Regions from separate parts of the Mus musculus genome. Here region 2 is linked to region 1. Evidence: chromatin contacts called from public HiChIP or PLAC-seq data. All regions are on one chromosome and are shown on one strand. The core of a region is the stretch at or near the end of the contact, and the rest is flanking DNA. Distances in the headings are between cores, read along the strand shown.

What was found. HiChIP or PLAC-seq counts read pairs in DNA pulled down with a chosen protein or histone mark.
Region 2: a contact with region 1 is called in an H3K4me3 HiChIP or PLAC-seq map of embryonic midbrain, with 2.5 times the contacts expected there. The contact joins two enhancer-like sites. A contact is called at or near these places in 7 of 115 datasets of contacts at active chromatin or transcription factors (craniofacial prominence, embryonic basal ganglia, embryonic hindbrain and 4 more).

What each region holds. Positions count from the first base shown.
Region 1 is chr5:128,565,001-128,571,453 of GRCm38.p6, forward strand. Gm38612 (a long non-coding RNA gene) reads left to right here and starts at 5,648. Exons shown (of 3, transcript XR_868542.2): 1 at 5,648-5,850. Within about 2 kb of position 2,596, at least 9 of the 459 cell types and tissues checked have an H3K27ac peak or open chromatin away from gene starts, as enhancers often do.
Region 2 is chr5:128,701,911-128,708,363 of GRCm38.p6, forward strand. Gm33995 (a long non-coding RNA gene) reads right to left here. Exons shown (of 3, transcript XR_377093.1): 2 at 4,284-4,380; 3 at 3,510-3,561. Among named protein-coding and RNA genes, the nearest start is that of Gm33995, 4.3 kb to the right of the region's middle. Within about 2 kb of position 2,386, at least 31 of the 459 cell types and tissues checked have an H3K27ac peak or open chromatin away from gene starts, as enhancers often do.

The sequences.
Region 1 (6,453 bases), core at 1,346-3,845:
CTACATCTCCCTAGTAAAGAAAGTGAGGTGTTAAAGCCTCATGTCGGGTACATACTTTGATGTAAAGAGGCCAGAGTTGACAGGTCCACAGAGAGAAAATGCACATTTGTAGTTTCTAGGGGTCGTGTGGGAAATGTTGGGAAGTGGCTGATAATAGCCAGGGCATGTTTTCTTGGGGTGATGGAAATGTTTTAGTGTTGGAAAGTGATGGTGATTGCCTGACCCAGAGGTTCACTAAAACCAGATGATTTCACACAGGAAAGCAGTGAACTGTGGTAGAGGGTGATGGGTAGACAGACAGACAGATGATACATAGATGGGAGAAAGATGATTGGTAGATAGTTCGCAGAAAGATAATAGACAGACAAAAGATAGACAGATAGAGACAGACAGACAGACAGATGATACATAGATGGTAGAAAGATGATTTATAGTTTGCAGATAGATGATAGACAGATGATAGACAAAAGACAGAAAGATAGACAGACAGATGGTAGACAGATACTAGATAGATAGATAGATACATAGATACATAGATACATAGATGATAGATGGTAGACAGATGATTGATAGTATACAGATAAATAATAGATAGATGATAAACAAAAGACAGACAGACAGGCAGACAGATATATGGTAGAAAGATGATTGATAGTATGCAGATAGATGATAGACGGTAGACAGATGATTGATAGTATACAGATAAATAATAGATGATAAACAAAAGACAGACAGACAGGCAGACAGATATATGGTGGAAAGATGATTGATAGTATGCAGATAGATAAAAGATGATAGATAGACAAAAGACAGACAGACAGGTATATGACAGACAAATAGATGGTAGGTAATCTCAAATTTTTCAATGTTTCCACACAGGACTCTCTGACTTCTGGCATGAAAGCAGCATGCCCCCAGTTGAAGTCAGAATGTTAATTTTTGGAATGGTTCCTTCCTAGGACTATCAGCCTTTGAATAGATACAAGGTTCTGTTGGCTTGGGTTGGGCTGAGTTGGGTTGAGTTGGGTTGGATTGGCTTGGGTTGGGCTGGGTTGGGTTGGGTTGGGTTGGGTTGGGTTGGGTTGGGTTGGGTTGGGCAGTGGCAGCAGCTGCAGGTTCCTTGACAGGGAGAGGCTCAAGGCCCTGAGGTTGAGACCTGGATGGTGTTGGTCTGGGAAAGGAAAAGGAGGAGAGGAGAGATGAGGGTGATGGAGTGAGAAGGTTGAGAGAGAGGAGAGGAGAGGGAAGGGGTTGGGGGAAGGGGAAGGAATTGGTTGGGGAGGGGAGGGAAAGGGGGAGGGGAGGAGAGGGCAAAGAGGGAGGCTCAGTAGGTTTGGGAATTCAGTGAATTTTGTATTTTGTAGTAATTTCTGAGGAGAATCTTAACGTGACGCTCAGGAGGGGCTGGACTCTTGCCTCTCATCACGAGTGTCTTCACCTCTCTGGGTCAGTGTCTGAGGTGGTTGGCAACCTAAGAGCGATCCCTGCTGGCTACCATTCAGCACCTCCCCAGCCTTCACATTCAGATTCACCTGTTACCTCTGTGTCCCCAGGAAGCCACATGCTGTCTGCAGGAGAGGCCAACCTCTAGCTCAGCTAGAACGCTCTCAAAACCAGTCCTTCCTTGGTGATTTCAGAGACGCAGAGGACGATTTCCATTTTCTAGTAGACTCTATGACCTTCAGGAATCTAGCCGTTCCCAGTATCAGCTCTCCCCACATCTTAGACAGTGTATTGGGTGCTGATTGGAGGATCATGGAGTGTTCTGCAGATGGGCTAGGGATATGGCTAAGTGATACAGTGTTTTGCCAGGCGTTGCAGCCCTGAATTCAATCCACAGCACTGAGGAACAAGAACTCTGCAGGTCTAGCTAGAGACAGAGTCAAGATGTGTGTGTGTGTGTGGGGGGGGGGTGTCGTTGGATCTATGCTCTGTAGCCTGAGCCAGGCCTGGCCCCACCCAAGGAGAGGGTAAGGAACGAACAGCTGTACCAGCAAGACTCCAATCCAAGATTCCTGGGGATGATCAAGATTGATGGGGATACAGCAGTGCTTCTGGGGGTTCAACACAGTCTTCATGGCCATGGGCACAGCTCTGATGGGCTGTGATTCCAGAGGACACACGCGCGCGCGCGCACACACACACACACACACACACACACACACACACACACACACACACAAAAGAGAGAGCGCACTCGCTGAGAACCTGAAGCAGCTGACTGATATCAGAGCCTGAGTTCCACCCACCCTCTGCATTGGGTGAGCCTGGCGGATACCTGCTGGCCAACGGTTTGCAAGAGGCTCCAGCATCTTCTGCCATCCTGGCCAGGGGGGCAGGGCCTTGGGCCAGTGGCCTTGCTGCAAACAGCAGCTGAGCTGAGCTAGCTGTGGCCAAGCTCCATTCCCATCATCCAGGCTGGGCCCTTGCTGACCCTGCCCAGCCTTTCTTAGGAGCAGCAGGGGTGAGGCAGGGGGATGACAAGCCACAGCTTCAAAGAACAACAGCAGGGTTGTCTGCTCTCGGTCTCTCTGCAACTCCCCCGAGAGGCAGGGAGAGTGTCAGCTTGCTTGCTGCTCTATGGGCTACAGGGCCTACTTCCAGCTCCTGGAGGCAGCTGACCCCGAGGCGGGGGCCCAGGAGGCCTCACCCGGAGGTCCTTGGGCCATTGTGCTTTTTCTGTTTGGGGCGTCTTGGAAGTCACAGAAGCCAGAGCCCTTCATGCTCTCAAGTGCCACAAAGATTTTAAAAGACGACAAGTGACCCGGAATGAAATGGTGACATTTTATTTCTCACAACTCTTACTGAGGGGAGCGAAGGGAGGAAACCAGGTTGGTATGTTGGGAACTTGAGAACTTCCTTGGGAAAAGTGTGTCGGGATGACGGCTACTGGCTGCTGGGAATTGAGCTTCTGTTGCTTTTAGTCCCACCACCAGGCCCACCCCAGGTGACTGCAGTGGCGTTAAGACAGAGGGAGATTTATTTTAAGGACCAAAGGGCTGGAGAGATGGTTCAGTGGTTAAGCACAGGTTCAGTGGTTGAGTGGGCAATGAATGCTTTTGCAGAGGACCAGGAGTTCAAGTCCCAGCAACCACATGGTATCTCAATAACCTCCTGTAACTCCAGCTCCCGGGAATCCAACACCCTTTTCTGGGCTTTCTGGGAACTTGTACTCACATGAATATACCCACCCAGAGAATCACACACCTACCCATAACTGAAAATAAATTGAGAGGCTGGAGCCGGGCGTGGTGGCGCACGCCTTTAATCCCAGCACTCAGGAGGCAGAGGCAGGCAGATTTCTGAGTTCGAGGCCAGCCTGGTCTACAAAATGAGTTTCAGGACAGCCAGGGCTACACAGAGAAATCCTGTCTGGAAAAAACAAAACAAAACAAAACAAAAAACAAACAAAAAAAAATGAGAGGCTGGAGAGATGGCTCAGCTGTTAAGAGCATTGGCTACTCTCAAAGAGGACTTCGGTTTGGTTCCCAGCACCCACATGGCAGCTCACGGTCATCTGAAACTCCGGATCCAGGGGATCTGATGCCCTTTTCTGACCTACCAGGCATGCATGTGGTATAAATATATACATGCAAGTAAAACATTCATACATATAAAACAAACTAAAAAAGAAAGAAAGAAAGAAAGAAAGAAAGAAAGAAAGAAAGAAAGAAAGAAAGAAAGAAAGGAAGGAAGAAAGGAAGGAAGGGGAAGGGAAAGGAAGGAAGGGAAGGAAAGAGAAAGAAAGAAAGAAAGAAAGAAAGAAAGGAAGAAAGAAAGAAAGGAAGGAAGGGAAGGAAAGAGAAAAAAAGGAAGGAAGGGAAGGAAAGGGAAAGAAAGAAAGAAAGAAAGAAAGAAAGAAAGAAAGAAAGAAAGAAAGAAAGAAAGAAAGAAAGAAAGAAAGATCAATTTAAGCCAAGAGGCTAGAGGCTTCACGGACTGGCCCTTTGGGACCAATGGTGGTATAGTGGGAGGGTAGAGAGTAGGGAAGACAAAAGACAGGAAAGCAAGGATTCAAAACCCACCAAGCCAGGGAACCAGAGTATCCACCATAGGAGAATATTTCAGAGGTCTGAGGTAACACTTGACCCAGACAGAGCTGGGTGGAATCAGCTGCTGGGAGGTCTCTTGGGATTGGCTAAACACCACAAGGGAGGAGGACTCTGAAGAAACGTCTAAGACACCCGATAGGAGGGAACTAGGCTGCAGAGTTAAGGCTGGGATTGGGGACTCTGAGGGAACCGGGGAGGATACTTTTATTCTCTGTCAGCCTCCCGTGGTGGTATTGTGGGTGGATGTGTTTCCTTTGTTTCTTTCTCCTGCAGATAACTTCAGATAATTTTGCGGGCTGCTTCAGTAAGGCTGAGCCTCTCACCACTGCCATTGGGAAACCCCCTGGGGCTGCATTAAGCAACGATTGGCTCATTTCATTGCCCTCGGTCTGGGGCCATCAACCTATGGGTAGGAGAGTGCAGAAAGGACCCACTGCTCTCATCTGCAGAAGGTCCGAAGGTGTCCACATCCCGGTCCTGGGAACCATGAACATGTGGCCTTGTGTGACAGGAGGGGCTCGACTGACATGAGTAGGTTGAGAAGGGAGATATCCCAGAAAAATGTCAAGATCCTGGTGAGATTCCAAGAACAGGAAGCAGGAGGTCGGTGGGATGGGGGAGGAGCCTAAAGATTACCCCAGCCAATAGGAAGAGGACGAAAGTGTTACTCCTCTCTTGCCCCTGATGGCTGAGCTAGGCATGGGGGTAGATTAAACAGTTGATACAGTATCTGGACCACATAGACAACCATGCACCAGTCCCAGGCTACCTCAGACATTCTCCCCTCAACATGCTGGCAGCCAACAGAGCTGCCTCTGCTTGCCTCTCACCTGACCCATGGGTACAGAATTCATTCTCTCAGCCCCGCAGCTCCACCTCCCAACCCCCAGTAGAACAATCTAGAAGATGACAGAGATGTCTGTAGCTCAGAGGGAGAAACCACAGGAAAGTCCCCTAGTCCTATCTCCGTAAACTTTCCTTTGATTGCGCCCCCCCTCAGAAAAACCAAAAAACAAAACAAAACAAAAAAAAAAAAAAAAAAGAAAAGAAAAGAAAAGAAAAAGTTCTTCAGAACAGGCTTCTGGGTGGTTTCTCAACAGCTCGCACAAGTTTTGGCAAAAAGCTTTCATCCCCTTCCTGAGCTGGATAGAAGCAACTAGAGAATCATCTCCTTCAAGATTCTCAAAGGAGTAATAAAACTCCCCCCTCCCCCGCACAATTAAGAAGGAGGCGAGGGGATGAAACACATTCCAGGCCACTGGGAAGTTCTGAGTCTCAGGTTCAGATAGAAACACAAGACAGGACTTGTGGCCCTAGTGACTGGGGGGATCCTGAGCTGGGACAGTGCCCAGAGTCTTTCCCTCACGGGATGAACTCAGGGCCGCACCCTTGGGAGGCTCTCCCAGGCCTGGGGTCAGCTCTGCTCTCAGGCCTTCTAAGCTTAATCTTTTGAGAAATTGATCACCTTCCTCTGATCGCCGCCCCCCAGAAGCCCCGCCCAGCAGTATCTATGTGGTTGGTCAGGCAAGGTTCCAGCTCCCTCTACTGCAGATGTGGGCGGGGCAGAAACACAGTGGCTACCTTGCAAGTCAGAGGGTGGAGTGAGGTGCTGGCCTATGGTGGTCACTATGTGTCACAATCGTGCTCCCTCCCCTTGAAACATCCCCATGCAGGTCCCCGGCAGTGGAGACAGCCTCTTTCTTCCTCGTAGGGACAGCTGGCCACACAGCAGTATATATACAGTGATGCGCTGCTCTGGGTCACATCTGTCTGCCAGGAGATCCTGCTGTCTACCTAGGTATGGAGGTCAAATGACAGCTGTGGCTTAGGGCCTCCTCTGCCCTGACAGCCTAATGGGGCAAGGGTGGGGAAGACATAGTTTAGCTGAGTTTGAATGCTTCAGGGACACCAAATCCTCCCCCACCCCACTCTCTTCCTTTCTCTCTCTTCCTCTTTCCCTTCCCTTTCAAGGCAGAGATGATGTGATGGTTACTATTGACAGCAACTTGGCAAGATGCCAAATCACCTAACGGACATACCGCTGGGTAGTCTGGGAGGAAGTTTATGGAGAAGTTAAACTGAAGAGGAAGGACAGATCCTAACTAAGGTCCCAGGGTAAATTAAAAAGAGAGCTGAGTACTACTGAGTCCACGTCCCACTGCTTCCTGCCTGCGGAGGTGATGCGACAGCCACCTCATGCTCCTGTGACTAGTTCCACTCAAACTGTAAGGCAGAATAAATGCTTCCTTATATTGTTTTGTCACAGCACGGGACAAGCCAACATAAGAGAGACCCACATCCCTCCTAGCAATAAGGACACAGAGAAGATGCCATATCTGAAACTGGGAGACATAGAGCTGCCTCTGAAGCTGCAAGTGACCGTCTACTGACTGCAAGTTGC
Region 2 (6,453 bases), core at 1,136-3,635, 140 kb after region 1:
CACACCAGAAGAGGGCATCAGATTCCATTATAGATGATTGTGAGCCACCATGTGGTTGCTGGGAATTGAACTCAGGACCTCTGGAAGAACAGTCAGTGGTTTTTTTGTTTGTTTGTTTGTTTTTCTAGACAGAGTTTCTCTGTATAGCCCTGGATGTCCTGGAACTCACTTTGTAGACCAGGCTAGCCTCGAACTCAGAAATCCACCTGCCTCTGCCTCCCAAGTGCTGGGATTAAAGGCGTGCACCACCACCGCCCAGCCGTCAGTGCTCTTTTTATGTTGAGTTTTTATGCAAGTGTTTAAATCCTCCAGGTAAACACCGAGAAAGATGCCCTAGTCAGGTTTTGGCAATTTGACACAAACTAGAGCCACCTGAGGAAGAGGGTACCTCAATTGAGGAATTGCCTTCATCAAGTTTGCCTGCAGGCAAGTCTGTGAGGCCGGGGGTTTTTTTTTTGTTGTTGTTTTTGTTTTTTCTTGATTGCTTACTGATGGAGGGCTCAGCCCACTAGGGGTGGTGCCACCCCTAGACAGGTGTGATCCTGGGTTCCATTGGAAAGCAGACTGAGCTAGGCTTGGGAAGCAAGCCAGTACCTCCAGGGTCCAGCTTAATTTCCTGCCCTGACTTCCCTCGGTGATGGACTGTGACATGCAAGTGTAAGTCAAGAAATCCTTGGCCCCTCTCAAGTTGCTTTTGGTCCGTGGTGATTCATGGCCATGGAAAGCAGATTGGAGCGTGCTTATTCAAGCCTGTGGTGACGGTATGTTGAGTTTTGTAAGAGACTCTTCCACAGTGGGTGAGTTCACCTGCTTTCTATGTGGTTGATGTTCTCAGTTTGGGGTGTTTTAAGACTTGCACGGAAGTGTTATTCCACGGTTGTTTGAATTTGCAATTCTCAGGGCTGGAGAGACAGCTCTGTGTTTAAGAATATTTGCTGCTCTTTCAGAGGACCATAGTTCAAGTCCTAGCCAACCTTTTTGGGTAGCTCACAAATCTTGTAACTGCAGCACCAGGAGATTTGTTGCCCTTTTCCAGCCTTACCCAGACACCTGTGTATATGTGTGCATACATACACAGACACACACATACATATAAAAAAAGATAATAAAAATAATTTTATTTACAATCTCCTAATGACTTGATGTTGAATGGCTATTCCTGGTTGGCTTTGCCATTTCTAAGTGAACCTAAATCATTGCTTCTTTTTTTTTTTTTTTTTTTTTTTTTTTTTTTGAGACAGGGTTTCTCTGCACAGTCCTGGCTGTCCTGGAACTCACTCTGTAGACCAGGCTGGTCTTGAATTCAGAAATACACCTGCCTCTGCCTCCCAAGTGCTGGGATTACAGGTGTGCGCCACCACTGCCCGGCCAAATCATTGCCTTTTAGACTAGTCAAAGGCTCACATACGGACCTCCTCATTCCCTCATGCCGGTCACGGGCTATTCCACTCCTCTGTGACTGGGAGAGGCCACTCGGGTCCTCCACTCCCTGTGAAAATGAAGCCCTGAGCTTCTGTTTGGACAACAGACTTCACTCCAGATGAACGGGACTTGGGGCCAAAGCTTAGTGGAGACCATTCTAACTCTTTGAGCAGAAAGAATATGTATGTATCACTAAAAGATTCTCTTGTGTCAACATTCAAAGAAATAAGGACAATATATAACTCCTATCCCCCTAAATCTTCTGCAAAGAAGAAAGGGGCTAAGTCAAAGACAAATACAATTTTGGCTTTCTTTGTGGTCAAGCATCAGGGATTTGTACAACAGGGGCAGATTCTGAAAAGGCAAATTGTTCGACAGATTCAAAAGAGATTAAATCATGTAGTTATGGAAAGATCTGACAGATGCTCAGAGTGGTCCTGTGCCCTGGTACCAGGAGATAAAGACACTTGGTGGCCATTTGTGATGCTGCTAACCCATTTGTCCTATGTGTGTGCCCGCCCAAAGACCTGTCACACCCTGGTAAGCCCGGGAGACAAACGCAGAAGCCCTGCGCCACTCCCCCGCTATGTTAAAAATGTGCGCCTATTTTCCCAAGCGTGCTTCGATTAAAGAGAGCACATCTGTTTTAAGTCCCCCTTTTATGAAAATTACTGTGCTTCCTCGGCAATGCTTATCTTTTAATTTTGAAATTCTTTGTAGCAATAACTCAAGATAATAACCAACCATATTTCTGGCCCCTTTAAAAAAATAAACGGGGGGATGGGAGGGGGGGAAAGAGGCAATGTGTCATTTTTGAGCTTTGAACTCCAGGTTCTGATCCTCCCCCTTTGGGCTCAGGGCCTCTTCATTTGCGTTTAGAATGGAGAAGCCCCCTGGATTATGCTGCCAGCCTCCAGGCCGCTGCAGACAGGCCCAGCTTGAGACTTGGGACTATTCATCATGCCCCCGGCAGGGGGGAACCCTCCTCTCTTCCCCAGCTCCTCAGAGCGGCTCAGCTTCCTTTTCCAGACTCTCTGCCCCACCCCCAACCCTTCCTACAAGCCTCTCACTGGAGCAACTCTGCTGCGCACCTCAAGCACACAGCACACACACACACACACACACACACACACACACACACACACACTCCGAATCCCCCCCCCACCCTCACCCCGCGACTCCCAACCCCCCTCCCCCCCCCCCACCACACCGGATCCAGCCTGACACCCAAAGCTCCTACCCATCTAGCATTTACCTTGTTTACCAGCTTGTCCTTTGCTTTTAACAATTTTTATTTGCTCTTATTTAATGCATGAGGTTGTTCAGCCTGCTTGTGTGGAAGTACACCGCGTGCATGCAGTGCCCGCAGAGTCCAGAAGGGGGCGTCAGATCCCTAGAGACTGGCTTTACAGCTGACTGCGCATCTCCGTTATGGGTGCTGGAAATAGGACCCAGGTTCTTTGTAAGAGCAGCACGCTTTATTGTTGAGTCCTCTCTTCAGCTCCGTGTCTCTATGCTTTTAAAGCGCTGTTTTGAGAAACGTTTAAACTGTGTGTGTGTGTGTGTGTGTGTAGTGTGTGTGTTGTATGTGTGTTGGTAATGTGCCTGTCATAGGTGTGTGCATGTCATAGCATGGACATCAGAAGACAACTTTGTGGAGTTGGTTCTCTCCTTCCATCTTTACAGTGGTTACAGGGATCGAACTCAGGTCCTCAAGTTGGGGGCGAGGGGGCGCGGCGGCAAAAGCCTTTTCCACTGAGCCATCTTTCCGGCTCTAGAGTATTTTTAGAGCCCACGTGTTTCTCAGGTTGTATTTCCCCTCCTGACATCTTTGCTCCGATGTGTTACCTCCAGCCCCCCAAGTATGGAAGAGCAGAGAGAGATGCTTGCACACGGGTGGTGGTGTATAGCTGTGGTCCCGAAGTATCGGAGATGCCAAGAGACCTAGGCTAGCCTGGACTACAGTGGGAGCCGCTCTTTCCCTCCCTCACTTCAAAGAGAGATGGGTCTATGAGAAGGGGGCACCCTGGGAATAAATGTTTTCCAGGGATACCAGGAACACTCAAGCAGGGGGGTGTTCTGCTGACTCACCTCTCAGTAGCAAGAGACAAGTCCCGGCCCAGGCCTACCTCTCCCATTCTGAAAATGAAAACAGACATTTTTCTACAGTATCTACAATGTTTGCCCCACCCCATCTCTCTCTTTCCTTGTCTCCCTCTTTGTCTCATCTCTCTATGTCTATGTCTGTCTGTCTGTCTGTCTGTCTCTCCTCCCCCCTCTTTTTGTCTCCCCTTCCTTGCTCCCTCTCCCTCTCTCTTCCCTCTCCTTTCCTGCCCTCCCTCTGCCCACCCCCACCTCTTCAGGCACCAGGCTTGCACATGGTACACGTAACATACATGCAGGCAAAACACACATGAACGTAAAAAAATATTTTTAAAAAATCAAAGACCTCAAATGTTTTTGTACATGCAAATGATGAAGGCCTATCTCCTGTCAATCATCCTTGACATGGGAGCGGGGTGGGGGGGAGAGAGAGAGAAGGATTCTGGATTCTCGGGACTGTTGGATGAGGCAGAGAAACAAAGAGCATGCCAACTTTCTGAAGAATTGGGCTGCTTCAGTGTGGGCTCTCTCATGTTTTCCCAGCAACCACTCTGGCAAACGAAATTCAGCATCAGTTACAATAGTCCTTCCCGAAGTCCCTAGGCTGCACCTGCAGAAGTCCTCCAATGCTCTGACCCCTCCCCCCAACGTACAATGGCGGCAAATGTCCAGAGTCTCCAGCCTTCCTGAGTCACAACTTCAGACAGGGCAGAAAGTTGGAAAATGAAGGGGAGGTGGGAAGGGAAAGGGGCCCTCACCTGGAGTCTGGTTGAAGCCACCAGTGGATCGAGATTCCAGCCCAATGAACAGACTCTGTTGCTGCACAGTTTGTCAACATAGAGAAATAGTCCTCTCCTAGGGAGATGTTTCAAATAAGAACATTAAAGCGAGGGGCTGGAGAAGCTTCAGGGATGGCAGGGCGGCTCAGCGCTGGCTGCTCTTCCAGAAGACTTGAGTTCAATCTCCAGCACAAATGGCTCCAAACCATCTGCAACTCCAGTTCCAAGTTGGGATCTAACGCCTTATTCTGACTTATATGGACAACACAATGCACACACTGCTGCATAAACAGACATATATGCAGGCAAAGCACTCATACGCAAAACAAAAATAAAGGTTAAGAAATTAAAAACAAGGGGCTGGAGAGATGGCTCAGGGGTTAAGAGTACTGGCTGCTGCTCTTCCAGAGGACCTGGGTTTAGTTCCTAGCACCAGAGCCACCATAACTCCAGTTCCAGGGCCTCTGGTGCCCTCTTCTGGCCACTGAGTGTACTGAACACACAACACCTACTCCTATGTATACACATAAATGAAAATAATTTTTAAAGGATATTAAGATGTCAATGGATGATGAGGCCCCAGTATGGCTTTCCTCTCTTCCCAGATATAAACCTGGATTTCTCCAGGAATTTCACAAGAACCCCCATTTACAATGGAAGATATTATTGAAAACATTTTTTCTGTGTATGAGTGTTTTCATCTGCTTGCATGTATGTGTAGCATGTGTATGCCTGGTGCATGAGGCCAGGAGAAGGCATCGGATATCCTGGAACGTGAGTTACAATATCTGTGAGCTGGCCTGAGGATGCTGGGACCCAAATTCAGATCCTTAGCGAAAGCAGTCAGTGCTGGGTCACTGAGCGATTGCTCCCGCCCCATGAAAGATAATGGCTTAACCTCATCATGTGACCCTTGAGGCTCTGTGACCTTCTCAGCTTGCAATTCTTTCTGATACATTTCCAGAAAGAAAAAAAAAAAAAAAAAAAGTGGGGTGGGGAGATAAAGGGGAGGGGCTTAGAAACTTTTCAAACAGTGAAATTCCCAAAGCTGCTAGAATTCTCTTTGCAGATACACGTAGGAGTGTGATGAGCCCACAGCCGTGCTGGGGTGTATCTTTTGGAAGGGTTCTCTGGTACAAGGGTATCTTAGCAATTGGGAGCCAAGGAATACCACACACCCAACCTCACATAGGAGACTGACTGGGCAGAAACACAGAATGGTGGCTGCCTCTGAGCTGGAACAGAGACCGCAGCGGGGCGGATGGATGGAACGCATGCGCTTTAGAGGGGTTTTGGAGTATGCGCAGTGGGAAGTATGGCCTGGCCTTTGACGCTGAATCACAGGGGTGTGGATTTCCGTGTCGTGGGTTTGGGGACAGGCCAGGAAGCAGGGTGATTGTCCACTGGCCTGTTACCTTACATTTTACTCTACATCTTATCCCTCAATGCCCATTTTTAAATCATTCATGATTTTACGCCTATGTTAAAATCTTTTCTTATGAGCCGGGTGTGTTGACTCACGCCTTTAATCCCTGCACTCAGGAGACAGAGGCAGGCAGATTTCTGAGTTTGAGGCCAGCCTGGTCTACAAAGTGAGTTCCAGGACAGCCAGGGCTAGCTACACAGAGAAACCCTGTCTCGAAAAAAAAAATTTTTTTTTAACTTAATTTATGTAATCTTACTTAATTTAATCTTACTTAAATTTCAGCTCCACTTCATGCTGGCCGGTCCTGAAATTCTTCTCTGCAGTGAAGTCTCCAGCTTCGCCTGAGTAGAGGTCTCTGGAGAGACCTCCTCAGGCTATTGCAAGCTGCATGAAGCAGGGGTTAGAGCCCTGTCTCTAGAGCACACTACTGACGCTGATATTCCCGGCTTATGTCACATCTAACACCTGACACAAAGGTAAGCGCCCCATAGATGACACTTGTGCCCAGTTGCTCAGAGGATGACGAAAACAAAACAAAACAAAACCGAAGCGTGTGCACGTTCCAGGGAGACAAGACCGTGATCACATATGTGTAGAGGCCAGATGACAATGTTGGGTGTCATTTCTCAGGAAACATTCACCTTGGATTTTGAGACAGCATCTCACTGACCTAGGGCTCAACAAATAAGCTTAAACTAGCCAGCCAGTGAGCCATGTGGCTTC